Regions from separate parts of the Mus musculus genome. Here regions 1, 2, 4, 5, 6 and 7 are each linked to region 3. Evidence: chromatin contacts called from public Hi-C, HiChIP or PLAC-seq and promoter capture Hi-C data. All regions are on one chromosome and are shown on one strand. Each heading gives the region's core, a stretch centred on a gene start, on an enhancer-like site or on the middle of the called end of the contact. The rest is flanking DNA. Distances are from core to core; before and after follow the strand shown.

Region 1 (3,997 bases), core at 1,121-3,620, 950 kb before region 3:
GCCATCATGTGGGTGCTGGGGACTAAGCCTGGATCCTCGGCAAGATCAGCCAGCGCTCTTAACTACCGAGTCATCTTTCTAGTCCCAAAAATAGCAAGAGTTTTAAAAGATTTTATTATATTGTGGTTCTTCTCAGCCCCCGAAGCCCTACTGTGTGTACATGACACACAGTAGCTGAGAGCTGTATATCTTTTAGGCGATCTTGCATAGATTATTTCAACCATTTAACCAAGAAGATGGACAGAAGGCAACATTTCCAGAAAGACTCACACCCAGAAAGAGAAAGGCCATCCATTAGTGAACTCAAGTTCTGGAGTCAAGAAGACAGAGACTAGTGACTCATAGCCACTGGTTTCAGATGTCATTAAGAGAGAAAGAAAAACAGAGAAGGGATAGAGGAGATGTTCATTTGATAGCCACTTTGAGTTGGTTAGGACTTGGTGTAAGAATAGCTCTGTAGGTGTTTGGGCAATCTGATGTTCCAGGTGGGTGGTACTGAATCCAACAGGAGCTGGCTGCAGAGTACTGGTGGCAACCTCCCTTTGAGAGTTCTGGAGACACTGCTCTGGGAAGTGGCTTCTTTCCACCTGAATCTGATGCAAAGAGAAGAGGCTGGGCTTCCTGCAGCGGCTCAGGCCCATTATCCAGCAGTTGGGAGGCTTGAGACAGCTTGGCTACACAGTGAGAGCAAGAACCAGAGAAAACGCTGTGGTCTGACTTCAAATACTGTGGTCTCCACTCTTCCTTAGCTAGAGTAAAGGATCACAAAAGGGTGAGATTTGTTTGCCTATTTATATGGTATCACTATGAAGCCAGGCTGGCCTTGAAGCTGGTCCTTGCTCCTCAGTCTCTAAGTGCTAGGATTGCATGGATTGCTTGTCTATGATACCACCCTCAGCCTAATTTTTTTTTTTTAAAGATTCTCTCTGTGTAGCCCTGTATAGCCTGGAACTTGCTATCTAGACCAATCTGACCTCAAGTTCACAGAGATCTACCTACTTCTGCCCCTGCCTCCTGCAAAAGGTTCTTTAAAACTATTTTTTTAATGTGTAACATAAAAAAACAATTTTTTAAATGTGTATGAGTGTTTTGCCTGCATGCATGTCCATGCCAGACATGCAAGCAGTACCCATGAAGGCCAGAAAAGGGCATTGTATCCCCTGGGACTGGACTTACAGATTGTTATGAATTGCCATGTGGGTGCTAGGAATTGAACCCAAGTCCTCCGGAAAAGCAGCCAATGCTCTTAACCACTGAGTCATCTCTCTCTCCAGTCCCTGCAATTAGTTCTTGAAGATGTGGAAACATCTTATTCTTTTTACATTTATATCTATGCAGTGGGCATGGATGCAGCGTATCTGTGGTGTGATACTTTCCTGAGGAGGGAGAAAGCAAGAAAGTCAGCTGTCTATACAGACTCTTTAGGAGGGCAGTCATGAAGAACCCAGAACTGAGATCTGTGGTGTGGATCCTTTCACGCAGTCAGATGGGCTGGGATGGATGGATGGATGGATGGATGGATGGATGAATCTCAAGCCTCCTTGTTTCTGAGCTTTAAGGTCCTCTCCTGTCTACCTCAGCCTGGGTAAACAGAGCCTTGTTATTCTAGGCACAGGAGGTATTTAAAAACTCGAAGCTGCATGGGGAGCAACTCAGGGTAAAAGGACTAGGTCTAGGCTGGGAAGTCCCTGAACTCTCAGTGATTCTCAACTTTCCTAATGCTGCCATCCTTTAATACAGCTCTTCATGTTGTGATGATCCCCTCCCCCGAAACGATTAAATTATTTTTCATTGCTACTTCATAACTGTCATGAATAATAAGGTAAATATTTTCAGGGATAGTTGTCAAAAGGGACACGACCCACAGGTTGACAGGTTCTCCCCATACTATGGCAACAAGACTAGGATATCAGAGGATAAAAGCCAACCTTCAGGCCTGAAGTGCCACTGCCCATTCTTGGGGAGTCCCTGCAGCACCTGTGTATCTTGATGGCTACACAGAGATAGGAGAGTCTCAGGCCTAAGGGAAGGGCCGACTCTGAAACAGCAAGTCTTGCGTTGGGTGGGTGGCACCAAGTGGGAGTTGGCAGCTGCGGGCCACCTGCTGGGTACCAACCTGTTTCCAGGGACACCAGGGTCCCTACGAGGGGAATCACGTGTGTCAGGCCCACCCTGCAGGCATCCTGATAGGAGAAGCCAGGACAGACCCGAGGTGGGTGGGACAGGCCAACACAGGAAATGCCTGCTGGGCCTAAAAATAGTGTGGGAGGGGACAGGAAACAGAAACTTTGGGCCAACATGGAAATGCTTTCTGAGCTGATCAGGAAATGAGGACTGGGGCGGTAGGGATCGCCACCACCCAGCTGCACTGCAGCCCCGCCCCCAACCCCTCTGCCTGGCTGAGTCTGTGCCTGGCTGGGGGTAGGGAAGGTTGCTTCCCAACGTCCTCTCCCTTTGTTTCGAAGCAGAGCCGTGTGCTGCAGAGCTGTAACCGCACGTAGATGTCATGCTGTACTTGGATGGCAGCCTGCTCTTCCCAGAACTGAGGTGGTGCCTGGGAAAGTGGGCCCAGCAGGGTGGTTCAGTGGGTAAAGGCACTTGGCGCCAAGCCCCATGGTCTGACTTCAATCGCTGGGACTCAACATGGTGGAGAGCCGACTCTTGCCAGTTGTCCTTTGACCTCCACACAACCCTGTTTTCCTCCCCCACATAAATAAATGTAATAAAAAATTTAAAGCTGGGGAAATAAACTCTGCAAGCAAGAAACTCAAGGGTCTTTGGGAAGGAAGAAATTGAAGGGTATTCAAAACTTCTCACAGTGAGGTCCTCTTGCCTGTGCAGTGAAGGCTTTGGGGTCCCCAGCCTAGACTGAACCCTAACCCAATCAGTTTAGACTCTGGAGTGGGATCAAACAACTGTGTGGAGGTCAGAGGATAATGTGGGGGAGGTTGGTTCTCCTGCTATGTGGGTAGATCCTGGGGACCAAACTCAGGTCATCAGGATTGGTGGCAAGCACATTTACCCACTTAACTATCTTGCCAGCCTCCAACTTTTTTAAAAATTAAATTAATTTTTTTATGTATATGAGCTTTTTTTGTCTGCATGTATGCATATATGACATGTGTGGGCCTGGTATCTGTAGAGAGCAAAGGGCACTGGGTCCCCTGGAGATGGAGTTAAAACTAGTTGTGAGGGGCTGGTGAAATGGGTCTGCTGTTAAGAGCAGTGGTTGCTCTTCCAGAGGTCCAGTGTTCAATTCCCAGCAATTGCATGGTGGCTCACAACCATCTACAGTGGTATCTGATGTCCTCTTCTGGCCTGCAGGTGTATGTGCAGCAGAACACTCATACACTAAATAAATACAATAAAAAACAAATAGAAAAGAAAAATAGCCGTGAGCCATGTATGAGTGCTAGAATCTGAACCTAGGTCCTCTGTAAGAGTAGTAATTGTTCCTGACTACCGAGCTGTGGGAGCCGCCCTCACATTCGCCATTACAAGATGGCGCTGACATCCTGTGTTCTAAGTGGTAAACAAATAATCTGCGCATGTGCCAAGGGTAGTTCTCCACCCCATGTGCTCTGCCTTCCCCGTGACGACAACTCGGCCGATGGGCTGCAGCCAATCAGGGAGTGACACGTCCTAGGCGGAGGATAATTCTCCTTAAAAGGGACGGGGTTTCGCCATTCTCTCTCTTGCACTCTTGCTCTCTTGCACTCTGGCTCCTAAAGATGTAAGCAATAGAGCTCTTGCTCTCTTGCACTCTTGCTCCTGAAGATGTAAGCAATAAAGTTTTGCCGCAGAAGATTCCGGTTTGCTGTGTTCTTCCTGGCCAGTCGTGAACGCGTGTAAGACCGAGCCATCTCTTCAGCCCCATTTTGTTCCTTTGTAAAGGATGTACTCTGTGTGTGTGTGTGTGTGTGTGTGACTTCAGAGGACAGAAGAGGGCATCAGATCCTCCGTAGCTGGACTTATATGCAGTTGTGAATCACACAAC
Region 2 (3,845 bases), core at 271-2,770, 840 kb before region 3:
TCTCTAATTCTAGCACTTGGGAGGCAGAGGCAGGTGGGTCTTCATGAATTTGAGGACAGCCTGGACTACACAGTAAGATCCAGGCCAGCTGGGGCTACATAGTGAGACTATGCCTCGAGAATAAACAAACAAACAAACAAGCAAACAAACAAACAAATGAAACAAATGAAAATACAATTTAGATATTCAAGTCGGTGTCAGTACATACTGTGAGCTTTCTGGGATGTCTTGAAATTAGCATAACTTTTCCCCCACAAATTTTGGGGCCTTTTTAGATCTTTGGATTTTACCTATGAATTTTGAATCAGTTTGTCAACACACTAACTTTCTGTTAGTGCAACAAGTACCAGAGATAAACCCACTTGTAAAGGGAGGAAGTTTATTTGTCTTGGGCCAATGGTGACCCAGCACATCACAGCAGTAAACAAGCCACTCATCTCATGGCTGGAAATGAAGAGAAGATGGAAGATGCCAGCATCTCACTATCCTCTAAGTTCACAGCTCCAACGACCTAACTTCTTCCAATGAGGCCCCACAATACTCTAGCCTGCGTAGGTCTTTGATTGACATTTTAGATCCAAACCTTATCAGCCCACAGACAAAACCTGATGGGATTTTGAGTGGAATCCCCTGAGGTCGATTCTGCTGATTAGTTTAGAAAGACCAGCTATTTTACCGACACTGAATGTAGGCTAACTCCATCTACTTAGGTCTGGTGTTACACACACACACACACACACACACACACACACACACACACACTTAGGTTGTATTCTACTGTTTTCAACATCTTCTACAACTTTTCTAGTCCTGGCACCACAAGCAACAAAACTATTTAAAATTTTCACTTTCCAATTATTTTTTGCTGGTATAGAAAAACACAATCAACTCTTGCCTGGTAACTTTGTGTTCTACGACCCTGCTATATCTGTAGCAGTTCTTCTAATCCCTGAAGTGAACAATTTGTACATTTTTCACAGCCATTTTGACACACAGTGGTTGCACCTGTTGTTGTGGTTGTCCTTAGCTGGAAGTCGGACCACTGATTTTATCTCTTTTTCTTCCTCTCTTGTGACGTTTATAGATGGTTTAGATCACAAAAGCAGCAACAGAGAGTCCCACTAACAGGCAGTCATTTGTACCCTGTGGCGAACAACAGACCCTTGGGATTTGTCTTAATGGAAACAGCTGTTGGGGTTTAAAGATGTCCGGGCTTCTTCAAGTGACTTAATGGATCCTGAAGTAGGTTATTGACTTAGGGAGGACTTGCCGGTTCAGATGGGCTGATTCTGAACTTTAGCTCCTGGGGCTGGTGGGTGTGGAGGGGTCATCTGTGTAATTTAGTGGAACACCCATCTTCCTCTGAGGTTGGAGGGGAACACATGGAAGATATTTTTGCAGCTTTTTTTTTTCTTAATTAGGAGAAAAGAGATGGAACCTGGAATGTGAGTCTACAACCCATTCTTCATTCTCCCCAGTGCTCAGGGTAATGGTGTTTAACAGAAAGACAAATCCATCCATCTTCCTGGCGTCTTAGCCCAGGGAGGCTGCATAGGCTGCTGTCAGAAGCAATATTAGGGGCTATAAAAAGCCGTTCAAATCCCTCCCCTTTTAATTCTCACTCTGTAATCTGCTTCCCAGGGAGAGCAGGGCTGAGGTTGCTCATTCTCCATCACCTGGAAGTTCTGGCCTCGTGGGTATTTATAGAGATTCAGATCAGCTTTCCCGGCCCATTCTTCTTCTATCTCCATCATTTTCCTGCTATAGCAGACAGCGCCATGGAAGGATTTGTCTCCCTGCCTTATCCTACTGATATTTAAACTGGCTGGTTGCTATGCCTCTGGGTACCTGGGGTCAGGACAATTCCTCAGGATGGTGGCAGGCTGCTGACAGTGCCTGATACTTGGGAGCTGAGAACTGAGCTGCATCAGCCCTTCTTCCATGTTCTTGTTTTACCATTGGCATGTGCACTGTCTCTCCTCCCTTCTCTTGAGAGCATCATTTCCAGCATCCCTCCCTTTTGCCAATCACATTGACCCAGGGGGGAGAAGTCCATCTCCTAAGGATTTTTTTCCTCTGCTCTCTCAGGTTGCTATGGCTCCAAGCTTCTGGTCACATCATTTCTCCTCCATTTCCACAGCAGGTTGGGAAAATCGAGTTCCACACAAGTCATGTTGCACTGACTGCCTGACAGGGACATGGAAGGGAAGAGAAGGATGGAGGGAAATGGGATCATGTGGAGAAGGTTCCCTGGAGGAGACATGTCGATACAAGTACTTGTCACCCAGGCTAGGACCAGAGAACTGTACCACAATTCAGTTCTGTTTTCAAATGGTCTCAAATCTATCGTTCACCTGCTTCAATCTCCCAAGAGTTGCTAGTATGGTCCCACCGCTCTGTGACCAGCTAAGAAAGGCATTTTGATGATGAAGTCTAAAAAGGGTGAGCTTCACACATGAACAGGACCCTGAATAATGGGTGAAGTTTCTACAAAGACAGAAGGTGAGAGCAGCAGGGGCAGCAGAGAGGATTTAAGCTGGCAAAGGCATTACTAAGGGCCCTGAGGTGGGAGTGCACTGTCACCAGTGTGTCTTGGAGGGTGTGATGCAAGGGGCTCGGGAGAAACAGGAGAATCAAAGCCAAACCAAGCAGTCAGGGCACTGTGGAGGGCTTGACTGCCATACTAGGGAGATGATAGTGTGGGGAGCCAGCAAGTGTGGGAAACACAGTATGCAATCATAACAGCTAGAGGTCTGGAAGTTCCCTTTCCTTGGGGAGGTGGAGACTGAAGCAATAGACCCAAGAGCGTCCTCGCCCAGTGGTACACACTCTAAACTCAGGGATGGGATGTCTGCTTGGGGGTTAAATTTCTATTTGATACAAATATGTAAAAATAAGCATGCAAACCATTTACTGATAATAAGATAATTTAAAAAATATTTTAAGACAGTTCCTTTGGAGCTAGAGAGATGGCTCAGCAGTTAAGAGCACTTGTTGCTCTTGTAGAGGACCCAAGCTTGGTTCCCAGCAAATTGTAACTTATAACTGTCTGTAACTGACCTATGCTTGTTTTGGCTGGTGTTGCTGCCTATGTTCTGGGTTCCAAAGCTTGAATGGTACTTTGATCATGGTGTCATTTGTGCTAAGGTCTAGGGGTCTACTAAGGTCTGGGATCCTGTTACACTTCTCCAAGAGCAGGAACCTGGCTATACAGTGAAATCACTGCAGGAAGTCGTCTGGAATCTGAGCTGAGGTATTTGGGGCAGTGTTCACAAGAAACAGTTTGAGAAGCTATGTTTTAGCAGGCCAGGAACTACGGATAGCTATAGAATTGAGAACAGGAAGCATCGACTTCTGGAAGCCACTATGAATGTATTGAGAGGCTAGAAAAGGTCTCTGACTCCTCCCTCTGATCCTAAGACACAAAGTTTTATATGTGCAGACGTTCACTGCAATCTTTTTTTTTTTTTTAATGCAAAAGGAAGTAAATAAAGGAAGATATGAAGGGAGAAAATGAGTGTTCAGCAATAATGCACAGACCAATTAAATTATGGGTCATCCATAATGTTGAGTAGTATTGCTGCATAAAATTCAATTTAAGATACTTTTGGAAAATATTTAATGACCCATGAAAATGAATAGAATATAACATTTTTTTTTCATTAAAAAAAAATCCTTCAAGTCTAGGGCCATTAGGATGGCTCAGAGGGTAAAAACACTTGTTGAGCCTGATGTCACACGTTTGTTCTCTGGAACCTTCCGGTGTAGGAAACTGACCTCCACGTGTGCTCTGCGACATGTGTGTTGCCTGGCATGCATAAATGTATGTGCACACACTAAATAAA
Region 3 (4,173 bases), core at 1,184-3,683:
TTTGGCCAGGTGTGTGTGGGGTGGGGTGGGAGGGAGTTCTACTCGTTTATAAAGAGGATAGAAACAATTTCCATTTTTGCCAGGATGACAAAAACAAACAAGCAACAACAAAATACACAAAGGGACAGCTATAGAAACATAGAAACTTGTTATATATGTATTCAAGCCTAAAATAATGATTTATTTGATTCTTCCATTCTTCTCCTTGCAATAATTGAGCCCCAAAAGAAGTCTGTCTGATACTCTAATAGGGGAGCCATAAAAAAAGCCCTTTGGAACTTCAACACACACACACACACACACACACACACACTCCCATCCATTCTAGGAACTTTCAAAATGAGCAGGCTCTGAAACTGGGGCGGTGGAGGCAGGGAACTCTGGGGAAGTACAACTTGAACCATTGGTTTCTGGAGGGCAGTCCTGCATTCAGAGGATCTAGACTCTGGGTTACACTAGTAGCCTAAGGTACCTAGAATACACTAATAGACCAAATACCTTATAAAGTGGATATCGTCTTCACAGTCCTTTCTCCATTAGTCTAAATCCATCTCTACTCTCCCTCCTACTTCTCAGACACACACCCCAAAAGACATGTGACAGGTGTTAACTAAAGGCGCAGGGGGGAGTTGCCTCACATACACACAGAAGGATAAGGAAGTGAGGGGTTGGCCGCAAACATGTGTCCCTTAAGCCCTGTCTCCTTGTTGTCTACCGGTGACTGGCAACATGAATAAGGTCTGATCCTCCTTAAAGGACCGCAGCATCCTCCCTAGACAAGGAACACTCCTCTAGCTTTGATGTTAAAGCCCCTCCCTGACTGAAATCCCGGCGCATTCCGGGGAAGCAGTGCCACGCTTCGGAAAGGCGTGTGTGCTGCCTTTACTGGGGAATCGCAGAGTCTGTTCCATATGCGCCGCCCTACAGAACTGCAGCCCCAGTTGCCTATGTGGCCTCCTCCCAGGCACCGGATCACCAAGATCTCCAGTTCTCTGCCCTTTAAATATCTCTCTGCCTTTCTCCTATTTAAAAGCAAAAAATCTCCGGGTGTCCAAAAAGCTAAGGGGCACAATTGCACTGGGCGGGTCTCATAAGACCTCCCATGACTTCTCCTGTCTTATAAAAACCAGTTAGGAAATGAAAGGAGCTAGAAACAGCAAAATCGTTCCCTCATCCTACCAGGCTGGATAGGAGAGTCAGTCATTTACTGAATCCCACCCTGAAAGTCCTGGGGAAGAGAAGTCTAGGTCCGGAGAGGAGAAGAACACGGGAAATCCCTGCTCCGGCTGCGATGCACCTACGCGGGTGTCCAGGTGGGACGTGGGCAGGTGCGTGAGCGCAGTGTGTGCCTGTGTGTGAGTATGTGTGTGTGCGCGCACGCGATTTGTGTTTTGCGTGTGTGTGTGTGTGTGTGTGTGTGTGTGTGTGTGTGTGCGTGTGTGTGTGTAGTGGGCTGCCTCAGAGCAGGCGAGGACTCCGGGACCGGACTCGCCACCTCCGCCCGCTCTGCCCAGCTGGCCCTGTGCCCGGCCGGCGGCTCCTTACCTGGAAGCGCGGCGTTTCCCTCCTTCAGCCCCAGCGCCGCATTGACACTGCAGATGGTGCCTGTACCGCTGCCTCTCGCCCTCCTCTGAACGTGTGCGTGTGCGCGCGTGTGGCTGCCTCCTCCAGCCCCAGCCCCGAACGCAAATACTCCACCGAGGCACGGGGAAGCCACGAGCAGCAGAGAAAAACGGAGGGGGCCAAATCAGAGCCTGCCGGGCTTGACAGCTCCTCTTGCAGCGTCCAAGGTGGGCGTAATGTCCAACAAAAAGGTCAGGAAATGAAGATCAATTCCAAGCACCCCTAGCTTCCATCCAGCCCCGGAGCCCAAGCAGCGACAGCGGTGGCTCTCAGGGGCTGCGGCGGCGACGCGGGGCTGCCCCCCTTCGTCCCCACCCCCGCGGGCTGAATGTCCTTGATGCCAAGCGGGCACGGCGGCGTCACTCCGCGCCGCCCATGCTAGCCGGGTCGGGCCGCTGCCCGGGCGCGGCGGCGAGTACGTTGGGGACCCGCCGGGGAGCGCTCTCCGATCCTCTGCGCGCCTCCCTGGGCAGTGACGGCCACCCCCTGGCAGCCCGGGGCTGGCTGCGCCGCTGTCGCCCCCAACCCTGGCCGGGGACTAGCCGGGCAGTGCCCAGGGGCCGGGGCTGGGGGGCCTCGGAAGCCGCCGGCAGCTCCCCGGGGAGGCGCGGAGCTGCGGTGGTAGCAGCGACGGCGGCGGCTAGCGCTGCGGCGGCCAAGAGCGCGGCCGTAGTCCAAGCCGAGCCTCCCAGGCGCGTCCCCGGCCCCCCGGGCGGGCTGCTCGCAAAGTTTGCAGGGGGCAGGGAGCGGGGCCGCCGCTGGCTCGGCCGCCGCCGGAGCTCCCGGGCTGCCTGCTGCCGCCGCGGCTCGCTGCTGCTGTGCATTGAAGCCCGGCCAAGCGCTGCAAAAACTCCAGCTGCCTGGCGCTCTCTGGGTCCTCCTCTCCTCCCTCCCGCCCTCCCTGCTTCCCTTCCTCCCTCCCTCTCCTCGCCTCCTCCCCTCCCCGCCGCCCGCGGCCCGCCGCCGCCGCCGCCGCTGCCGCCGCCGCCGCCGCTCCCTCTCTGGCTCGCTAGCTGGCTCGGAGCTCGCGACTGACATCTAGACCAAGGTAGAGCGGCCGGCAGAGGGGGCAGGGGGCGCTTCCCCGCACGCTGCCGCCACTGGCCCGCCTGCTCTTCCCCAGTGTGGACGTTTGCAGACACCCCCTGGGTCTTCTTGGCTTCCTCGAGTCACCCTGGCGGTGGAGACACAGGGCAGAGTGGTGCATATATGGTGCCACCAAGTGCACTTGGATCGGGGCATACTCCCAAGCAGGCATGTGGTGCAGGCGGTCAGAGGCACTTCTGGGTGTTCCTAACAGACACCAGCCAAACATACATCCATTCCTAACCTAGAATCCCTGTCCAGCCCCACCAACCAAGGTAATCCTACACAGAGCACTAGAGGATGCCCAAACCCAAGGTTTCTTCTAGTCCTAGGACAGAAATGAATGGCCAATGCCACAGAGCTTGTTAGGTAACCTGATCTGTCCAGAGGCTGACCTTGCTTCACTGTCTCTGAAGCCCTAGGTCCTGGGCCATGTCCTAAACATAACCCAGACATTGCCAACATCAGAATAGTTTCAGAAGCCCAAAGGAAGAAATCCAGAGGTTGCTTAAATTGAGAGAGCATCTGGCAGGCAGGGAAATAGGTGAGGCTGCACTATCTAGAATATCTCTACAAAGACCCCCTCCAGTTAATGAGCCCAACGACCAAAATAAATAAATAAAAATAAAACAATTTTCAAAAGGATGCCCACCTATTTGTCTACCCAACTCTGCATGCTAAGTTCAAGGAAATGGCTCTGTCAGCCAAGTTCAGTAAGACTAGCCATTCATCAAAGAAAGACCTCTCCAGGAGCTTATGGTTTGGGGTTCCTGACCCACTCTCCCATGACACTTTCTTCAACCTCAGTCACTTCCTGCGCATAACTGTCCCTCCCACCAAAACCTCTCAGAATCTGCTTACTAGGAAAAGGTTGACAGTGGTATAAATTCCTTCCCCTTCTTATAGGGGTAATGTTTTCACAAACATCAAAGTTATACCCTCGGTAGACTTTCGAGGTGACAAGTTGGACAAGCTTCCGGGCAGGTAGCACACTTGGGTCGGGTTGGACTTACCACCCAGGACCTTGTTGAAAGTGCTCCCACCAGAAGGACACAATGAATCAAGTGTAAGCATGAAGAAGCCAGCCAGCCAGACATTTCTCTAGTTACAGGGTGTTCCAGGAGACAGCATGGAGCCCTGTTAGGCTCTGGTTGTCTGCTGAGCATCGCATGGCCCAGAAGACAGCAAGGGTTATCTTATTAGCTCCCTGTAATACATTGATCTGGCTCCTCTCTTCTCTGAAACGCTGGATCCCAGACCCAAGATAAGCACACAATATCAAGTTAGTTTCACAAGCCCAGAGAAACACAGAACAATAACTCCATGTTGCTGCTGCTTTGACATCCTCCTTCCAGAACTAAGGGAGCCCCGGGGCCAAGTGTCTGTCTGACATGACGCCTCAGAGACACTCATGCAAAATCAAAGGAAGCTGTCCCCACAGGTCTTAGTAAGGCTTGCCTCACC
Region 4 (3,989 bases), core at 880-3,379, 880 kb before region 3:
GTCTTATCCACATGTACTCGGTGTACTACATTCATGCAGTGCCCACAGAAATCAGAAGGGGGCTATGAGGCTCTTGGAACTGGAGTTACAGACAATTTGTAACCCAGGTCCTCTGGAAAACTGGCAATATTTTTTATCCACTGAGCCATCTCTCTATCTCTTCTCCAAACCTTAATGCACTATTTGAATTTTCTCTACTGTGTGTGAGACTTCTATGCTTTGACAAAAGTTCAGGCCAAGTTGGCAGTGTCCAGGGAGTTGGAAGAACCTGCTGGCATTAAGACTTGGTTTTTTTACTTCTTCTTCTTCTTCTTCTTCTTCTTCTTCTTCTTCTTCTTCTTCTTCTTCTTCTTCTTCTTCTTCTTCTTCTTCTTCTTCTTCTTCTTCTTCTTCTTCTTCTTCTTCTTCTCCTCCTCCTCCTCCTCCTCCTCCTCCTCTTCCTCCTCCTTCTCTTAAAGATTAATTATTATTATACATAAGTCCATTGTAACTGACTTCAGATGCACCAGAAGAGGACATCAGATCTCATTATGGGTGGTTGTGAGCCATCATGTGGTTGCTGGGATTTGAACTCAGAACATTTGGAAGAGCAGTCAGTGTTCTTACCTGCTGAGTCATCTCGCCAGCCCATGCTATCTTTTTCTTCTCTTCTCTTCTCTTCTCTTCTCTTCTCTTCTCTTCTCTTCTCTTCTCTTCTCTTCTCTTCTCTTCTCTTCTCTTCTCTTCTCTTCTCTTCTCTTCTCTTCTCTTCTCTTCCCTTCCCTTCCCTCCCCTCCCCTCTTCTCTCTCTCTCTCTTTCTTTTGACAGGGTTTCTCTGTGTAGTCCTGGCTTTCCTGGAACTCACTCTGTAGACCAGGCTGGCTTCAAACTCAGAAATCTGCCTGCCTCTGCCTTCCAAGTGCTGGAATTACAGGCATGTACTACCACTGCCTGGCCTGTGCTATCTTCTTTCATAGTTCTGATACAGAATTTGAATTCTCTGGAAAGATTGTACTCTCCTTTCCATCCCTTTGTGACCTTTACAGGCATGTACTACCACTGCCTGGCCTGTGCTATCTTCTTTCATAGTTCTGATACAGAATTTGAATTCTCTGGAAAGATTGTACTCTCCTTTCCATCCCTTTGTGACCTTTACAGGCATGTACTACCACTGCCTGGCCTGTGCTATCTTCTTTCATAGTTCTGATACAGAATTTGAATTCTCTGGAAAGATTGTACTCTCCTTTCCATCCCTTTGTGACCTCCAGGAAAAGATTCTTCCTTTTGGAATCTCAAGGACAGATGAGTTTCCTTTGAGAGATTGTGTCCAATTTCATGGTGCTGCCTTATGGCTTCGAGAACCCCCACTCCTGTCATGGCTGCTCTCAGCTATAGCCAGAAGCTGGCTGTGGTTCCCTTCCTTCCTCAGCATTGCCCAAAAGCTCTCTATGCCAGTTGGAAGCAGCCATATTTGGTGTATGTGCTCATGGTAACTCCTGTACCTGGTGCCAGGCTCCTGGAGAAGATCTGGGATTCTGGAGGAGTCAGGCTCCTCTTGCTAGTGCTTAGAACAGGATCTCCTACTTCCTGGGATGGAGAAGGAATGCTTCCGACACGCTGTTCACTGCGGCTGCCTTTTCTTAGGCTGCTGGGGCTGCAGTCACCTGCTACTGCTGGGGCTGCTGGGCCCACAGCTTTTAGGGAGTGTTGCCTGAATCAACTCAACTAAAGAGGGAGGCGGGGAGAGGAGAAGGATGAGTATCACTCCAAATAAGGAGAAGTCAATTAATATTCTTGGAACTAACTCTCTTAGCTGTATCGTCTGCCATCAGGAAGTGGCGAAAATTCAGATAAAGACTAGAGCAGCAGGCCATTCCTTTCAAGCTGGGATGCTCTGCTTGGGGAAGTCTTGGGGAGCTGACACTTCACCATTACCCTTACATGCTAATTACAAACTTTAGAAAACACCTGAGGATGTCATTAATAACACCACCTGCCATGCATATTATACTTACTTCTGGGAGCTCTGATGACAGAGAATGCATGATTTCATTTATTGTCACTGACTGCGCTGGAAGGTGGCACCTCCCCTAGCCCCTTTCAGATTCAGATACAGAGGCCAGGGAGATCGTTGCATGTTAATGGCTAAATCAAGTTTCAGTCCCAAGCCTCCTTTGTTGAATTTCCTGAACAGACACTTGAAGGTAGGTCTCTTTAGAGAGATTTCCTGTCACCAGGACTGTTCTGCATACTCTAGGAGAATGTGGATAAAATATCAGATGCTCAATAGATCTTTGTTTTCCAAGGTAGCTGCTAAGCTGGTTCCTGTGCCGGTTGACTTCATGAGGGCTGTTGTTGAAGGGCTAGTGGTGGCCAGACTCTTTCCATAGTGCAGATGGGTAGGAAGCCAGTCTACAGCTGTGGTGTTTACACTGTTTGCCAAGCTGGACTGCCAAGTTCTGCCTCGTGGGCTCTGGCACATGGTCTTCACTCAGCATCTGTAAAGGGTCCAACCACGATCTGCTATGATGGATCTGTACAGACATGGCTTTGCCCTTGGTGAGTCTGTCTGAACCAAAGAACATGTCCCTTGGCCATCAGATGCATTGGCAGTGATTCAGGTTGTGATGGAAGAGAGGACCAAGCTTTCATTACTGATACCCTTTCCATACCCACCCCTCTGAAAACCCATGAGCAGAGACTTTCCTGACGCCACATTAGAAGAGATGCAGTAAAATCATGTGTGACCTCATTTAGTATTAATACTGTATTAGATACTTTCCCCATTATGACAAAACACCCTCCAAAAGTGACTGGAGAGGAAGAGGGATTTTATTTTGACTCATAATTTGGGGATTGTGGTAGTTTGAATAGGAAAGGCCTCCATAGACTCCTGCATTTGAATGCTTGGCCCTCGGGGGAGAGGGGTGACATTATTAGGAGGTGTGGCCTTGTTGAAGTGGATATGGCCTTGCTGGAGGAAGTGTGTCACTGTGGGGGCAGACTTTGAGAACTCAGGCGCTCAAGTCAGTTCTTTCCCAGCTTCCTGAGGATCAAGATGTAGAACTCTTAGCTCCTTCTCCAGTACCAGCATGTATCTACCTGCATGCTAGCATGTTTCCCACCATGATGATAATGATGGACTAAGCCTCTGAAACTGTAAGCCAGCCAAATTAAATGTTTTTCTTTACAAGCGTTGTTGTGAGTGTTTTTTTTTTTTCATAGCAATAGAAACCCTAACTAAGACAGAAGTTGGTACCAGGAGTGGGATATTGTTGTGACAGACCTGACTGGGTTTTTATTTGGAGGAATGTAGACTTTGGGATTTGGGGTTAGGAAAGTAGCGGATTACTTTACACACAGTTAAATAGGCCATACTAGTAAGAGCATGGAATACAGTTCTGATGAGGGTGATTTGAGCTGTGGGGGCCTGGCTGAAGAGGTTTCAGAGATTGTGAGATTTTGGTGAAGAATGTAGCTTTGCTTTGGCCTTGTCTGAAAAGTCTGCCCAAGGCTATAGTCGAGAGTTTTAATTCTGTTGACAGAAGAATCTTAAAACAACCTAGTATAGACTTTGTTGTGTGGTTATTAGTGCTCACTTGTATGCAGATCTTTAATGAAAAGGAGCAAGCTGAGCAAGAAAAAATAGAAAATGTAAACCTTGAGGAGAAAAGGGGCACCAGGGAGTGCAATAGAGCTAAGTCCTGTGCTCAAGGAGATAAGCATATTTTTTAAAAAGTCTGATATTAAATGGGAATAAAGGGAGTTGTGACCCCAGGGCTAGACCCCACCCTGCTAAATTTCCAACTTATGGAAAGGAAAGTAAAGCACTGAATCAGAATAATGAGGATTTTTTTATGTGATTCATAATATCTATGTGAATCATAGATATTTGTTTATAATTTTTTTTTGGTTACATCTTTATCTGGTTTTGGTATTAGGATAATTCTAACTAGCTGGGCGTGATGGTGCATGCCTTTAATCCCAGCACTTGGGAGGCAGGCAGATT
Region 5 (4,107 bases), core at 685-3,184, 990 kb before region 3:
TAGATCTGGTTTCCTTCTTTTTTGAAATTCACTTTCTTTTGGTTATTTATTCTCTCTCTCCCTCCTTTTGATTTTTTGAGGCAAAGTCTCACTCTGTAGTCCTGGCTGTCTTGGAACTCATTATGCAAAATAGGCAGGCCTCAAATTCACTTTCCTCTGCCTCCTGAGCTCTGGGACCACAGGCAGGGCTGCCAGGCCCAGCTTGTTTGTTTGTTTGCTTTAAGGCAGGGTCTCCTATGCAGCCTGGGCTGGCCTGGAACTTACTATGTAGGACATACTGGCCTGAAATTCACAGAGAACCGTTACCTCTGCCTCCTGATTCTGGGATCAAAGGCTTAACGACCACCCCTACCTCTGTCTGGTATTTCAAAACTCAAAAGGCATCTCACTTTTTTCTTCTTATCTATCCCAGCATCTGCTGAGATTTATAGCCCGTCTACCCTATTGTTTGTCTCTCTAACAATTATAAACTGGCCCCTGAGCTGCTTCTGAGCCCATATATGAATGAGACTGAAGAACTCATGAAAGAGAGTCCCGAATTCCCCAGAAAAACTGTGACCAGTCTGGTTAAGGGATACTGTACTGAAGACTAGCTGTCACCTCTCTGTGGTTTTCATTTTATAGCTGCCCAATAGGGTTGAACCATAAACAGCTAGGAGCTGGATGCTAGCCACAGGGAACCCTGAGCCAGGGCAAAGCAGGAAGGGAGGGGTTGGGGGAGCTGTCCCCTGCAGTGGGATGTGTAACTCAAACCCTTACCCTGGGATGTCAGCTGTGAAGAGGCATGAAGGTCTTCAAGCCAACTCTCTCCATTCAGAGGTGGGAACTGGAGCTCAGCGGGGATGTGATGCTTCCCCCCCACCTCCCCCTGGTCCTGAAATGAACAATTGCTGGCGTGGCAAACTCACTCAAAGTCACTGCCCTTCAAAGGACAGTGACGTTTTACCTTTTGAGTGAGAGTGCTGAGACATAAATCTTGTCCCATTGTCTGTGACACAGTCTACCACTTTGGGAAGATAAAGATGTCATAATTTGGTGACAAAAGGATACAAGATGGCCCAAGTGTAGTAAAATAATGAAAAAAAAAATCCCAGCTCTTCAGATCAGGGTGGAGGAGGGGTGAAAGAGGCAGGACATGGCATGGCTCTGAGGACCTCCTGGGGGAGGGGGTCACATACTCACTGAGCATGTCTCCTTTTCTGAGATGGAGGGTTGTCTTGGTAACTTCTATGATTCTTCCCAGCTGAGAGCCTGGGGTGCCGGGATGAGTTATGGATGCCCCGTTGCTGGCTTGGAAGTCAGCTGGCTGGGGTGCAAAGTGGCTGGTGGTGGGGGATTGGTGAACTGTTCATAGTGGCAAAAGGACCTGTGCCTTATACCAGTAATAGAGCCACCCCTGTTCACAGCTCTGTTAAAAGCCTTGAAGTCTATAGACACTCCTGGGAAAAGGGATCCTAGCTCCTTTCTGTACCCTTTCCCTGGGTGACAGGTGTTGAACCCAGAACCGACCACATACAGGAAGAACACATGCTCTATCACAGAATTCCATCCCCAGCATCTGGACAACCTCCTCATGGAATTAGCTATGGGGTTCACCGACCAGTCCTCATATACCAGTATCCAGTACCCACCCTTCACTCAGGTACCTCTGAGCTCCCCACCACCAGGGTGAAGAGTGGACCACCCATTTTGGAAGAAGGCACCACATCTGCGTCACTGAGTATGTGAGCCAGGCCCTAGCAGCCACACAAGGGAAATTCAGGAACACAGACCAGAAGAAGGCCTGCTTCCCAGCCGGCCCCTCCACTGTGTCACCACTGAGATAAAAAAAGGAGCCAGGGGATTCTTTGGCACTCAGTAGGATCTGCCTTTTGAATGCAGAGAAGAGATGGGAAACTGGAATAGAGTCAAAGGTGCCTCTCTCCATCTCAATGCCCAGAGACAAAGGGCAAAAAATGTAAGGAATTTCCAAAGTGCCTCCTTCAGACGGCATCTCTCCCACCCCTCTGGCTCCACTCCACAGCTCTCATGGATGGGAATAGCAGCTTTCTTCTCCAGGCTGGGTCTGGCTTGCTGCCTGCTCCATTAAAGCTTGCATCAGAGCCGGGAAAAAAATTAGGCATCTCCCTATGTAACCCATGCTCTTGCTGCCAGGTAAAGAAATACTTCTGTGTACTGGAAGGGTGATGGGCCTTGTACGTGGCTCTCCTGGTCTTTCTTAGACAGGGACATTTGCACTGGATAGTGACACTCCCTCCCCATGAGAAGTCACCTGTGGCAGGCAGAGTGGAAGCTGAACAAGAGAAAATAGGCTTTCATTGTATCATGAGGAACGAAGACAGGCAAGGACCCACAGATTCCTCTGTTTAAGACATCTCAGGAGATAGACACGCATGAGGCCAGGAGTTCAACCTCAAGCACTACACAGTACCAGCTGCAGTAGTGCATGCCTGCAATCCCAGGAGGTAGATATTATTATTTAAGCAGTGGACACCACAAAGTCACACGTTGTAACAGATCTCACATGGGAGGTTTCCTGGGGGAGTGAGGCTTGCAGAGGCAGCCTCTGAGATAGCCCAGAAGGGGAAAGGAGCTGGAAAAGGAGGCAGTGCACATAGGGAGACTGGTGGTGACAGAGAAAACGGTTGGCATTTTGGTGGCCGATGATGACATGGCCTGCTGTCACTTGGTATTGAAAGTGGGCTTAAGGGTGGGATTTTTCCAACAGTGAAGGCAGGAGGATCAGAGTCCAGTTCCATCCTTGGCTACATAGGGTTCAAGACTACTTTGAGTTACATGAGACTCTGTCACAAAAACAAAAAGATATCTTGAGGCTATGTGACACTTGGGACTCTCCGGGCTTCCTCTAAGTCCAGACAAATGTCTGAGGAGGTCCTCGCTGTGTCTCTACTGGGTCGACTTGTCCTCTGTCCTTTCTCCTCCTTTCTCTGCAGAAAACTAGGTCTTGGGGGTGGGGGTGGGGGTGGGGGTCATCTTTTCCTGTGGAAGGTGAGAAAAAGAGGTATGAACCGCAGCTCATGGGTCATCTTTGCGGGAGAGGTTGGCAAGGATGATCCCAGTATCATCTGGGCGATGGAGGGACGGGTTTTGGAGTGGAGCTTTATTATAGCAGAGAGCTTTAGAGAAAGTGAGTGAGCAGAGCTCTGGTTGATTGGAGGGTCCCAGGGAAGGATTATAAAAGAAGAATGATAAATGCTAGGCACCAGGACACAAGCCAGTGCCTTTAAAGATTTTGGTATTTCTGATCTCTGGCAAGGACACACCTACTGATAAGGCTGAGGGTATTTTTGGCTTCTGGTCAAGACAGAACTGGTTGGCGAGGATAAAAAGTAGAGCTGCTCACTCATTAAGGTTCCTTTCCTAAACCTCCTGAGCAGTTTTTTTCTCTCGTTCTCAACGTTTGTATCAGGTGCAAGACAGGTACAGCCAATTCTACAAGGCTAACGATGCTTGCTGTTGGTACTGAAGCAGACACCAGCAAGCAGGCTTGGAGAACAGTGGCCTTGAACCTTCCCCTCAACAGCCTGGACCATTGAGGAGGGGCAGCAGGACTCTGCCTACTAGTCAGAGGCCTGAATCACATTGCTGGCCCTTCAGGAAATGTGACATTCCAACTGCCCATAGGGTCATTAATAAATAACTATCCAAACCTGGTGTCAGGAGTACTAACCCCTACAGGTTACCTGTAGGGTAATTCGAGAAAGAGGCTTTATCATAAAGATCAAAGACATCCTGTTTTCCCCTTCTGGAAGAGTCAGTCCCAATGTGTGTCTCAATCACCTGGGTAGGAACTCCCCCTACCCCCAGGAAAGGCTGCCTGTTCTAGAGACTTCAGAAGTTGATAAAGGCTGTGTGTGGGAGCTGAAGATTGTCACAGATGTTCCTTTTAGCCATTGTCTAGTCTCTCTCTGGAGCATGTACTCTGCTCCAATCTGCAGTAAACTCTGCCCACTTTCTTTGCTATGTTCTGTGCAGCTCATCTGAATTTTTCCCATGGCAATCACATGGAGCCAGGAACCTACGGAAGTCCAAAGTGAGATCTCCATGGCCATGGAGACACCAATTGCATGAAGCCAAGGGCATCCT
Region 6 (3,814 bases), core at 1,251-3,750, 750 kb before region 3:
CTGGGCTAGCAAGTGAAGCTCCTATGAGTGAGCTCTGGTTTCAGTGGGAGACCCTGTCTCAAAAACTGAGGTGGAGAGCAAGAGAGGAAGATGCTCTCTCTCTATGTGTGCATGCACAGGCATACTTGCACACACACACACACACACACACACACACACACACACACACACACACACACAAACCCACTATACATTCAGATGCACATGTGAACACACATAACAATAATAAAAGGTTTCAGATTTCATAGCATTTTTATTTTCAGATTAGATTACTAATAGACTGTAGGAAACCATGCCAGCACTGTTTAACAAGGAGAAACATCCTGGGCAAGAAAGTCCCTTTCAGCACTGGGTGGCTGCCACATAGAAATGGTAGGGCATGTTCAGAAGAAGGAACTTGTGGGGCTGCTGGTTGAGGTACAATGTGCAGGAGCAATGTGTTTACAGTCAGAATAATTCAGAATAATCCCACAACAAGATAGGCTTTCCGTATACAGCGTGGCTCCTTTTTCTCCCCTACCACATCCTATGAAAAGAACAGGATGAAGTTTTTACAACACAGTGTGGATCAGCTAGCTTTCTGTTGCTGTGACAGAATGCCTGACATGAACAACATGCATGCAGGAAAAGTTGCTTTTGGCTAATAGTTTCAGGTGTCTCTGCCCTTCTGCCCGTGGTAATTTGGCTTGGTCACTTGGGGCCTGTGGAAAGGAAGAATAGTATGTGGAGAGTGGAGCGGGACAAAACTGATCACTTTGTGGTGGTCAGGAAGCAGAAGGAAGAGGACACACACACACACAGAAAGAATGAGAGAGAAAGAGAGAGTCAGAAACAGAGACAGAGAGACAGAGACAGAGACACAAGCGACAAAGAGAGATGGAGAGAGAGACAGAAACAAAGGGAGAAACACAAGAGACAGAGACAAAGAGAAAGACAGAAAGACAAAGATAGAGGGATAGACACACACACACACACACACACACACAGAGAGAGAGAGAGAGAGAGAGAGAGAGAGAGAGAGAGAGAGAATAAGATGACACTTGTGGGGTTAAGGGTAAGGTTATGCCATGGGCAAAGTTAATTTTTGGAAACAGAGCAACCTCTTGATCTGTCCAGTTCTTAAGGTAAAGATGAAAAGCTCTGGACTGGGAGATGCCTCAGCAAGTAATATACTTGTTGTGCAAGTTTGAAGACCAGAGTTCGGATCCCCAGAGCCCATGCAAAAGCCAGGTGGCATGTAAACCCAGCATGCCCAAACATCCAGGTACATGAACTCTCCAGAGAAAGCTGGATCACCAGACTAGCTGAAAGGGTTAATTCAGGTCTAGTGCCAGAGGCTCTGCCTCACTAAGTGGGGTGGATGAGACCAAGGGAGACATCCACTGTCAATACACACACACACACACACACACACACACACACACACACACCACATGCATGCCTGATGCCCTTGGAGGTCAAGAGAGAGTGTCAGATCCCCCGAAACTGTAATTATGGATGCCGGTGGGAACCAAACCTGGGTCTTCTCTGAGAACAAAAAGAACTCTTCATGCAGAGCGTTCTTTCCAGCTCCTTATTTTTGGGATAGGAACTCACTGAGCCCGGAACTCAACAGTTTGGCTAGATTGGCTGGTCAGTGAGCTCCAAGGACCTACCTGCTTCCATCCAGTGGAGTTTTCTGGGAGCTGGGGAAACTAAGTTTCTCACGTTTCTGTGGCAGACACTCTTAGCTATCTTAGCTATCCCATCGTCCCTCACCTTGTTAACTCTTAATGCTGCACCAGTTCCTCCCCTCATCCAGCAGAGCCCAAACAGACACAAATAAAAAGATGCCCAAGAAACCCATCATCCTTTATCCTGCCTCAGCAGCCCCGCCCACCTCGTCCCTCTCCCTCTCTCCCTCCCTCCCTCCCTCCCTCCCTCCCTCCCTCCCTCCCTCCCTCCCTCCCTCCCTCCCTCCCTCCCTCTTCCGTATTAATTCAGGAGAGGAAGTCATAAGCTGACTCCAGGTTAATAATGTACTCAGCAGCCTTATTATTCTGTTTCCTCTGATTCTTTTCTGCCTGAGTCCACCCAGCTGTCACCCCCACCTCTGGTTCTTTACTCCCATTCCTGTATCACTTACAGACCATTCTTCTGCATTTCCCTACCGCCTAATATTTAATTCTAATTCAAAGCCCCCTCCCCCACCCCCAGTAAATCCTCAGACGACACAGCCCTGGCTTTTGGGCTTTCTCTCCTCCCCCCTTCTGCTTTCTTTATTATCAGAGGGTCAGATTAGCATCTGACAAGCGAGCTGAATTGACTGTATTCTGCTTGGGTTTCAAAACCTAAGGCAGATTATTGTCCCTGTTATAAATATAAAGGACATTTTAATTTTCTAGGAGCTAAGATCAGACACCTCAGCCATTGTCAAAATGGAAGAGGGCCCCAGGGCTCTGAGTGAATTTCCAGCAGATCCTGTGTGTTAGCTTTCTCTCTCCCTGCCAATTCTTCTTGGGAATAAGGTGGGGTAGAAAAACAGGGAAATTAAGGGGACGGGCGAGGAACCATTCACTTGAGCATCTGGATACAGCTTCTTGCCAGCCGTCGATCAAAATTCAAATCTAATCAACCACACTTGCTCCAAAGATTGAGGACATGGAGACAATATTGTCTTTGCAGAGGGGGCTTTCCAAATAAGTGTATTAAATTAGTCATAGAGCATGCTCAAGGCTCTTAGCCCCTTCTTAGATGTTGTCCTAGAAAGTCAGTCACAAACAAGACCTTGCCTTTTGATGACAGTGAAAGCATCTTGTGGGACTGTTCCTTATCAGCCATCAGCCTCCTCAAGGCTCCTCAGGGGCCTCCCTACTGCTAGAAAACCGGAACAAGGCAGTCCCACGGTGTAGACAGTTAGCCAAGGTTACAGACCCAAGGAAATCAAAAGTGTCATTTATCCTGGTGGCACTAGCAGTCAGTCAACACCAAGAGGTTCACAATGAGCTGAAGAATTAAAACCCCAAAAGTCCAAACCAGTCAAAGTCTTATTTCCTGGTCCCCATTGCACCCTACCCCACTCCAACCTCCTGGGGGCTTTGGGGAGTATTGTTTGTTTTGTTTTTGTTTGTTTATTTTGTCCTCCACTGCAATGAGCTTTCCTGAATCTGCATTTCTGTTCACCTGCCCACTGACCAGTCAGAATTCTCTCTATATATTCAAATTATCTCAGTTCAATGACTCATTTATATCTCAGCTGGATCCAATCCACTAATTTCCCAGGATATAAAAACTCCCCTGTAAAACTCTACTTGATAACCCATTTTCCAGACCCCTCCCCTGCTGCAGGGAACAGTTGACAGTCAGTCAGTGACAGCTGCTGTCACTCAGGGAACAGTTGACAGTCAGGGAACTGTTGTCACTCAGGGAGCTTCTGTCACTCAGGGAGCTCCTGTCACTCAGGGAACAGTTGACAGTCAGGGAGCTGTAGTCACTCAGGGAGCTGCTGTCACTCAGGGGGCTGTTGTCACTCACTCAGGGAGCTGTTGTCACTCACTCAGGAAGCTGTTGTCACTCACTCAGAGAGCTGCTGTCACTCAGGGAGCTGTTGTCACTCAGGGAGCTGCTGTCATTCTGGGAGCTGTTGTCACTCAGGGAGCTGCTGTTACTCAGGGGGCTATTGTCACTCACTCAGGGAGCTGCTGTCACTCAGGGAGCTGTAGTCATTCTGGGAGCTGCTGTCACTCAGGGGGCTGTTGTCACTCACTCAGGAAGCTGCTGTCACTCTGGGAGCTGCTGTCACTCAGGGAGCTGTTGTCACTCAGGAAACTGCTGT
Region 7 (3,847 bases), core at 24-2,523, 690 kb before region 3:
GAACCTTGTTGCAAAAATCAGGGCGAGGGGTACCTGAGGAATGATTCTAGAGCCTGTCCTTTGGTGTCTGCACACATGCACCCCCTTTCCACCCCCACCCCACCCCAGAAAAGCTATTGGAAGGAAGGTCTGGGTCATAGGTTGTCTATGTCCCTCTGTGTGTATTCTCTTCTCCCCTTTAAAAATCTCCTTCTCTGTTTCTGTGTCTCTGTCCCCCCCCCCCCGCGTGTGTGTGTGTGTGTGTGTGTGTGTGTGTGTGCGCATGTGTATGTGTGTGTGGGCTTATGGTTGGAACATTCACTGTCCACACAGATCTACCCCCACTTTCTCCCTTCCCTATTCCAACAAATAACCCCACATCTTTAGAGTTCTGCAGGTTGCGTCCCCCTCCTCAGTCCCGAAGTGCAGAGGGAGTACATCTGTAGGCACCAATGCAAGGCACATGAATCCAGCGCTCCAGCCAGCTCTGCCAGTTAGCCACTGGCTCCCTGGGGTGGTCCAGTGCACATACAGAGTCTTATTAAAGCAGCCCCTCCAATCATTATCCTAGGAGTCTATTATCCCCTACTCTGGGGAGCAGCATATAAACTCCTCACCTGTCTCCTTTGCTTCCTCAGCCTTTCTCAGAGAGCCTGGTTTCTTCAAGTACCCCAACTCTCCCTGTTCTAAGTTTTTCTCAGACTCAGTTTAGGGGGAGGGAGGAAAGGAGCCTTTGGTTTAGCAAAAGATTTGAAGGTCACCTTCACGGAGCCCCAAACACGATAACAATCTCTTCAATCAACAAGCTGGGCTCCTCTGGAAACTGAAATAGCAACTACGGAGTCAATTGCACCCCCCTCTGCTTTCTTTTCTTCACAGGACACAAAGAAACTCTAGGGGTGAACTTGGAGATCACAGTATCTTTTAACAGCCTGAAAGATGGGAAAAGAAAGTTTCAGTGTCTATCTGCAGCTTGCTAGTATAGAAAAGCTAATTATCTCAGTGCTCCCCGACCACCTTAAATCCAGCCAATTCTTGTCCTTTAGCTGTGACCTTATTTGTCCTATCAATAGCCCAGAGTTTAAGGAGATTCTGGCAATGGCTCACCCCATTTCAGATGGCAGAGACCACAGGCCCAAGGAACAGGGGTGCCAACACAGGGTCGACACAGGCTAGAGTAGACTGAAGAGGAGAGACACATGGACAGTTTGGCAACCTCTGCTGGCTCCGGCTTTACTCCTCCTCTCCTTGGGCTGGGCCCTGAGCTGCTGTGCATTGTCTAGTGCAGCATCCAGTGGGCAGTTGCCAAGGCAGGAACAGATGGAGTGAGGAAAGGAAATGCTTCTACTCTGTGGCATTTGGGGAGAGGAATGAAGGATTTTTCAGGTTGGAGTTAATTAGGGATAATGGAACATGCGTGGGGGCAAATTGTTGATGGAAAGGGAGAATCTGGCAAATGGGGCCTCTCTTTGTCTCTTTCTTCTTCTTCTTCTTCTTCTTCTTCTTCTTCTTCTTCTTCTTCTTCTTCTTCTTCTTCTTCTTCTTCTTCCTCCTCCTCCTCCTCTTCCTCCTCCTCTTCCTCCTCCTCCTCCTCCTCCTTCTCTCTTCTCTCTTCTCTCTTCTTCTTCTTCTCTTCTCTTCTCCTTCTTCTCCTTCTTCCTTCTTCTTCCTTTTCTCCTCCTCCTCCTCCTTATTCTCCTCCTCCTCCTCCTCCTCCTCTTCCCCCTTCTCCTCCCTCCTCCTCCGTTTCTTCAATATGGAGTACCCTAGGAGGACAATGGGCTTGAATCATGCTTATATGAGAGCATGAGAAGGCCGTCCCGCACAGAGTCCGCTCACTACCCCTGAGATGCAAGACTGTAGAGAACAACTGGAGGTGTCCTTAAATCACAGCACAGACAACAACAGGAGAGGATGCTGGCTGTATGGACAAGAGGATGGGCAGAGGCCACAACAGGGCTACTTCATAGTAGGAGGACCATAGACTGTTAGAAAGAGGCTTACAGGTCATCTGCTTCAGGCCCCCAGTATGTAAATGAGAAAAATGAATTCAGAGACATGCCCGATAAACACACATTGCTTTTAAGAAGCTGAATGGAAATGGGATCTAACAGTAGATTAACCAGCAGACAATCTCACGTCTGTGTAGAGACAAAGACAGGTAAAAAGTAAGAGAGGGAGACATGCCATGAGCCACTAACGCAAAACACAGTTGCCTTTATTAATGTCAGACAACTGGGGCTTCAGGATAGGGAAAATTACCACAGACAGTGGTCATTAGGCAATGACCCAAAGCATCAATGAATTAAGAGGACATAAAAAGTTCTTAGTGAGTATACACCTAGGCATACAGCTTTGAAATACACAAATAAAAAGGATAAGTCTGAAAGGGACAATAGAAAGTCTCAAAGCTACAGCCAGAGACTCCTGTCAGTCTGACGTAGACATTTATAGAACAATTAGACAAAAATCTGTAGAAGTCCTGAGTCCTATTACCAAACTTTACCTTATTAATATTTATTAGGCATTTTACCCAATGAATGTTGAATGTATCTTCCTTTTAAATGCCTCTGGGATGTGTACAAAGTCAGACTATATGCTGACACATAAAAATAAGACTAAACAAATCTTAGATTAAACTTACATAAAAAATCATTTTGCCCATGACCAAATTAAATTAGAAACTTTCAAAAGAACCATATCTGAAAAATCCTGAAGTATCCAGGAGTTAATAAAGTATTTTAAAATAAACCATGGGTCAGATAAAGAATCATGAGGTACTAGGATTTATTTTCAGAACAATGAAAAGGAACTGAGTGGTATCAGCAGGAGTGACAGGAGGGCTATTGTTAGCATTAAATACTAATAGAAGAAAAACAGACAGTTTTCAAAGTAATGATACAACTTCCCTTTTAAGAAGCCAGGAAAATAAATGTAATTTAGAAGTGTAAATCATTAGTAATGATTATTAATATTGCCTTCTTAATATTTGTGATTAGGCTAAAGCTGTGCTAGCCTTGGCAAGAGAAACTTCTTTTTACAGAGTCCTAGCTGGTTCAAGTGCTGAGAGTGAGTGCATGTTGAGTGTTCAGGCCTACACGGATATCTCTAGCACTTCCTCTAAGGCTGAGAGAACACTGCAGAAGATGGGGTGGAAAGACTGCAAGAGCTGACAGCAGGGGGGCTGATGGCAGGGGGAGCTTGGTCTGCTGGATGAGATGGCCTTTGCAATCATGAAGATGTGGCGGCGTGGCTAAGACCCCACCTAAAATGGCATAAAAGGAAAGGGGGGCAAGTGGGGAAGATGCAAGGGGTCAGAGGAATGTGGATGTGAGAAGGTCAAGTGTGGTGAATGTGATTGTGACACATTGTATCTAGACAAAAAACTGTTAAAAAGTTAACTTTCAAAAGAGGACACATTATGACCAAAGGAAAGGAAAGGAAGAACCCAGTACTAAGTTAAGAGCAGAAATCAGGGAAACCAAAGGAACACATTGTCAACAAAGGCAAAGATGAACCAACCCAGTGAGCGTCTAGGCTGACTGACCGAATTCAACAGATACACAAGACAGATTGTCAGCAGCACTTACCAAAGATCGCATAGAGCAGAGCAGCTGTGCGATGGGAAAGTTTATTTGATGGCAGTCAATCCGAGAGTTTTAATGAAATGGACCAAGTCCTGGAAAGACACAAAAGGCCCAAGGGTGGTGAAGAAGAAACCAGGAACCTGAGAATGCTCTAATTAAGTAAGGAGGTGGATTTGTGGGTAGAAATATATTTTTCCAGAAAAATAGAACTCAACAGCAGCAGCAACAACAACAACACAAAAAAACCCAATGACCAACTAACGAAATAAAAACCCAAACCC

What was found. Promoter capture Hi-C pulls out the DNA fragments that hold promoters and counts their contacts. A called contact is a pair of places that touch in the nucleus more often than the background predicts. HiChIP or PLAC-seq counts read pairs in DNA pulled down with a chosen protein or histone mark.
Region 1: an H3K27ac HiChIP or PLAC-seq map of embryonic stem cells shows a contact between it and region 3, with 9 times the contacts expected there. The contact joins the enhancer-like site here to the promoter of Plxna4 in region 3. A contact is called at or near these places in 10 of 39 promoter capture datasets (the 3T3-L1 cell line, cranial neural crest, embryonic stem cells and 4 more), 22 of 484 Hi-C or Micro-C datasets (the AML12 cell line, CD8 T cells, the HL-1 cell line and 11 more), 11 of 115 datasets of contacts at active chromatin or transcription factors (craniofacial prominence, embryonic basal ganglia, embryonic forebrain and 7 more) and 1 of 9 other capture datasets (adipose tissue).
Region 2: a Hi-C map of the N1E-115 cell line shows a contact between it and region 3, with 6 times the contacts expected there. The contact joins the enhancer-like site here to the promoter of Plxna4 in region 3. A contact is called at or near these places in 8 of 39 promoter capture datasets (the 3T3-L1 cell line, the HPC-7 cell line, embryonic stem cells and 3 more), 1 of 484 Hi-C or Micro-C datasets (the N1E-115 cell line), 3 of 115 datasets of contacts at active chromatin or transcription factors (embryonic stem cells, forebrain and stem cell-derived neural progenitor cells) and 1 of 9 other capture datasets (embryonic stem cells).
Region 4: a promoter capture Hi-C map of embryonic stem cells shows a contact between it and region 3, with 9 times the contacts expected there. The contact joins the enhancer-like site here to the promoter of Plxna4 in region 3. A contact is called at or near these places in 8 of 39 promoter capture datasets (the 3T3-L1 cell line, embryonic stem cells, hippocampal neurons and 3 more), 13 of 115 datasets of contacts at active chromatin or transcription factors (SST interneurons, cardiomyocytes, embryonic basal ganglia and 8 more) and 1 of 9 other capture datasets (embryonic stem cells).
Region 5: a contact with region 3 is called in a promoter capture Hi-C map of hippocampal neurons, with 5 times the contacts expected there. The contact joins the enhancer-like site here to the promoter of Plxna4 in region 3. A contact is called at or near these places in 5 of 39 promoter capture datasets (the 3T3-L1 cell line, 3T3-L1-derived adipocytes, embryonic stem cells and 1 more), 1 of 115 datasets of contacts at active chromatin or transcription factors (embryonic stem cells) and 1 of 9 other capture datasets (embryonic stem cells).
Region 6: a contact with region 3 is called in a Hi-C map of embryonic stem cells, with 2.3 times the contacts expected there. The contact joins the enhancer-like site here to the promoter of Plxna4 in region 3. A contact is called at or near these places in 14 of 39 promoter capture datasets (the 3T3-L1 cell line, the C10 cell line, the HPC-7 cell line and 7 more), 2 of 15 datasets of contacts at CTCF or cohesin (embryonic stem cells and pro-B cells), 14 of 484 Hi-C or Micro-C datasets (the HL-1 cell line, embryonic stem cells, nephron progenitors and 1 more), 11 of 115 datasets of contacts at active chromatin or transcription factors (embryonic forebrain, embryonic hindbrain, embryonic limb bud and 5 more) and 2 of 9 other capture datasets (embryonic stem cells and liver).
Region 7: a contact with region 3 is called in a promoter capture Hi-C map of hippocampal neurons, with 20 times the contacts expected there. The contact joins the enhancer-like site here to the promoter of Plxna4 in region 3. A contact is called at or near these places in 11 of 39 promoter capture datasets (the 3T3-L1 cell line, the C10 cell line, embryonic stem cells and 3 more), 1 of 484 Hi-C or Micro-C datasets (cerebral cortex) and 12 of 115 datasets of contacts at active chromatin or transcription factors (embryonic basal ganglia, embryonic forebrain, embryonic hindbrain and 5 more).

Annotation. Positions count from the first base shown.
Region 1 is chr6:31,640,396-31,644,392 of GRCm38.p6, forward strand. No RefSeq gene overlaps it. Among named protein-coding and RNA genes, the nearest start is that of Gm13846, 8.6 kb to the right of the region's middle. Within about 2 kb of position 2,371, at least 79 of the 459 cell types and tissues checked have an H3K27ac peak or open chromatin away from gene starts, as enhancers often do. A contact at or near this core is called in CD8 T cells, adipose tissue, embryonic stem cells and 2 more, where this site is marked.
Region 2 is chr6:31,747,406-31,751,250 of GRCm38.p6, forward strand. No RefSeq gene overlaps it. Among named protein-coding and RNA genes, the nearest start is that of Gm13847, 83 kb to the left of the region's middle. Within about 2 kb of position 1,521, at least 8 of the 459 cell types and tissues checked have an H3K27ac peak or open chromatin away from gene starts, as enhancers often do. A contact at or near this core is called in the N1E-115 cell line, where this site is marked.
Region 3 is chr6:32,585,759-32,589,931 of GRCm38.p6, forward strand. Plxna4 (plexin A4) reads right to left here and starts at 2,434. Exons shown (of 32, transcript NM_175750.3): 1 at 1,546-2,434.
Region 4 is chr6:31,705,327-31,709,315 of GRCm38.p6, forward strand. The region is part of intron 1 of Gm13846 (a long non-coding RNA gene); the gene reads left to right. Among named protein-coding and RNA genes, the nearest start is that of Gm13847, 41 kb to the left of the region's middle. Within about 2 kb of position 2,130, at least 3 of the 459 cell types and tissues checked have an H3K27ac peak or open chromatin away from gene starts, as enhancers often do. A contact at or near this core is called in embryonic stem cells, where this site is marked.
Region 5 is chr6:31,599,352-31,603,458 of GRCm38.p6, forward strand. No RefSeq gene overlaps it. Among named protein-coding and RNA genes, the nearest start is that of Gm31486, 3.7 kb to the right of the region's middle. Within about 2 kb of position 1,935, at least 35 of the 459 cell types and tissues checked have an H3K27ac peak or open chromatin away from gene starts, as enhancers often do. A contact at or near this core is called in hippocampal neurons, where this site is marked.
Region 6 is chr6:31,832,556-31,836,369 of GRCm38.p6, forward strand. No RefSeq gene overlaps it. Among named protein-coding and RNA genes, the nearest start is that of Gm13847, 170 kb to the left of the region's middle. Within about 2 kb of position 2,501, at least 4 of the 459 cell types and tissues checked have an H3K27ac peak or open chromatin away from gene starts, as enhancers often do.
Region 7 is chr6:31,898,013-31,901,859 of GRCm38.p6, forward strand. No RefSeq gene overlaps it. Among named protein-coding and RNA genes, the nearest start is that of Gm31894, 120 kb to the right of the region's middle. Within about 2 kb of position 1,274, at least 10 of the 459 cell types and tissues checked have an H3K27ac peak or open chromatin away from gene starts, as enhancers often do. A contact at or near this core is called in hippocampal neurons, where this site is marked.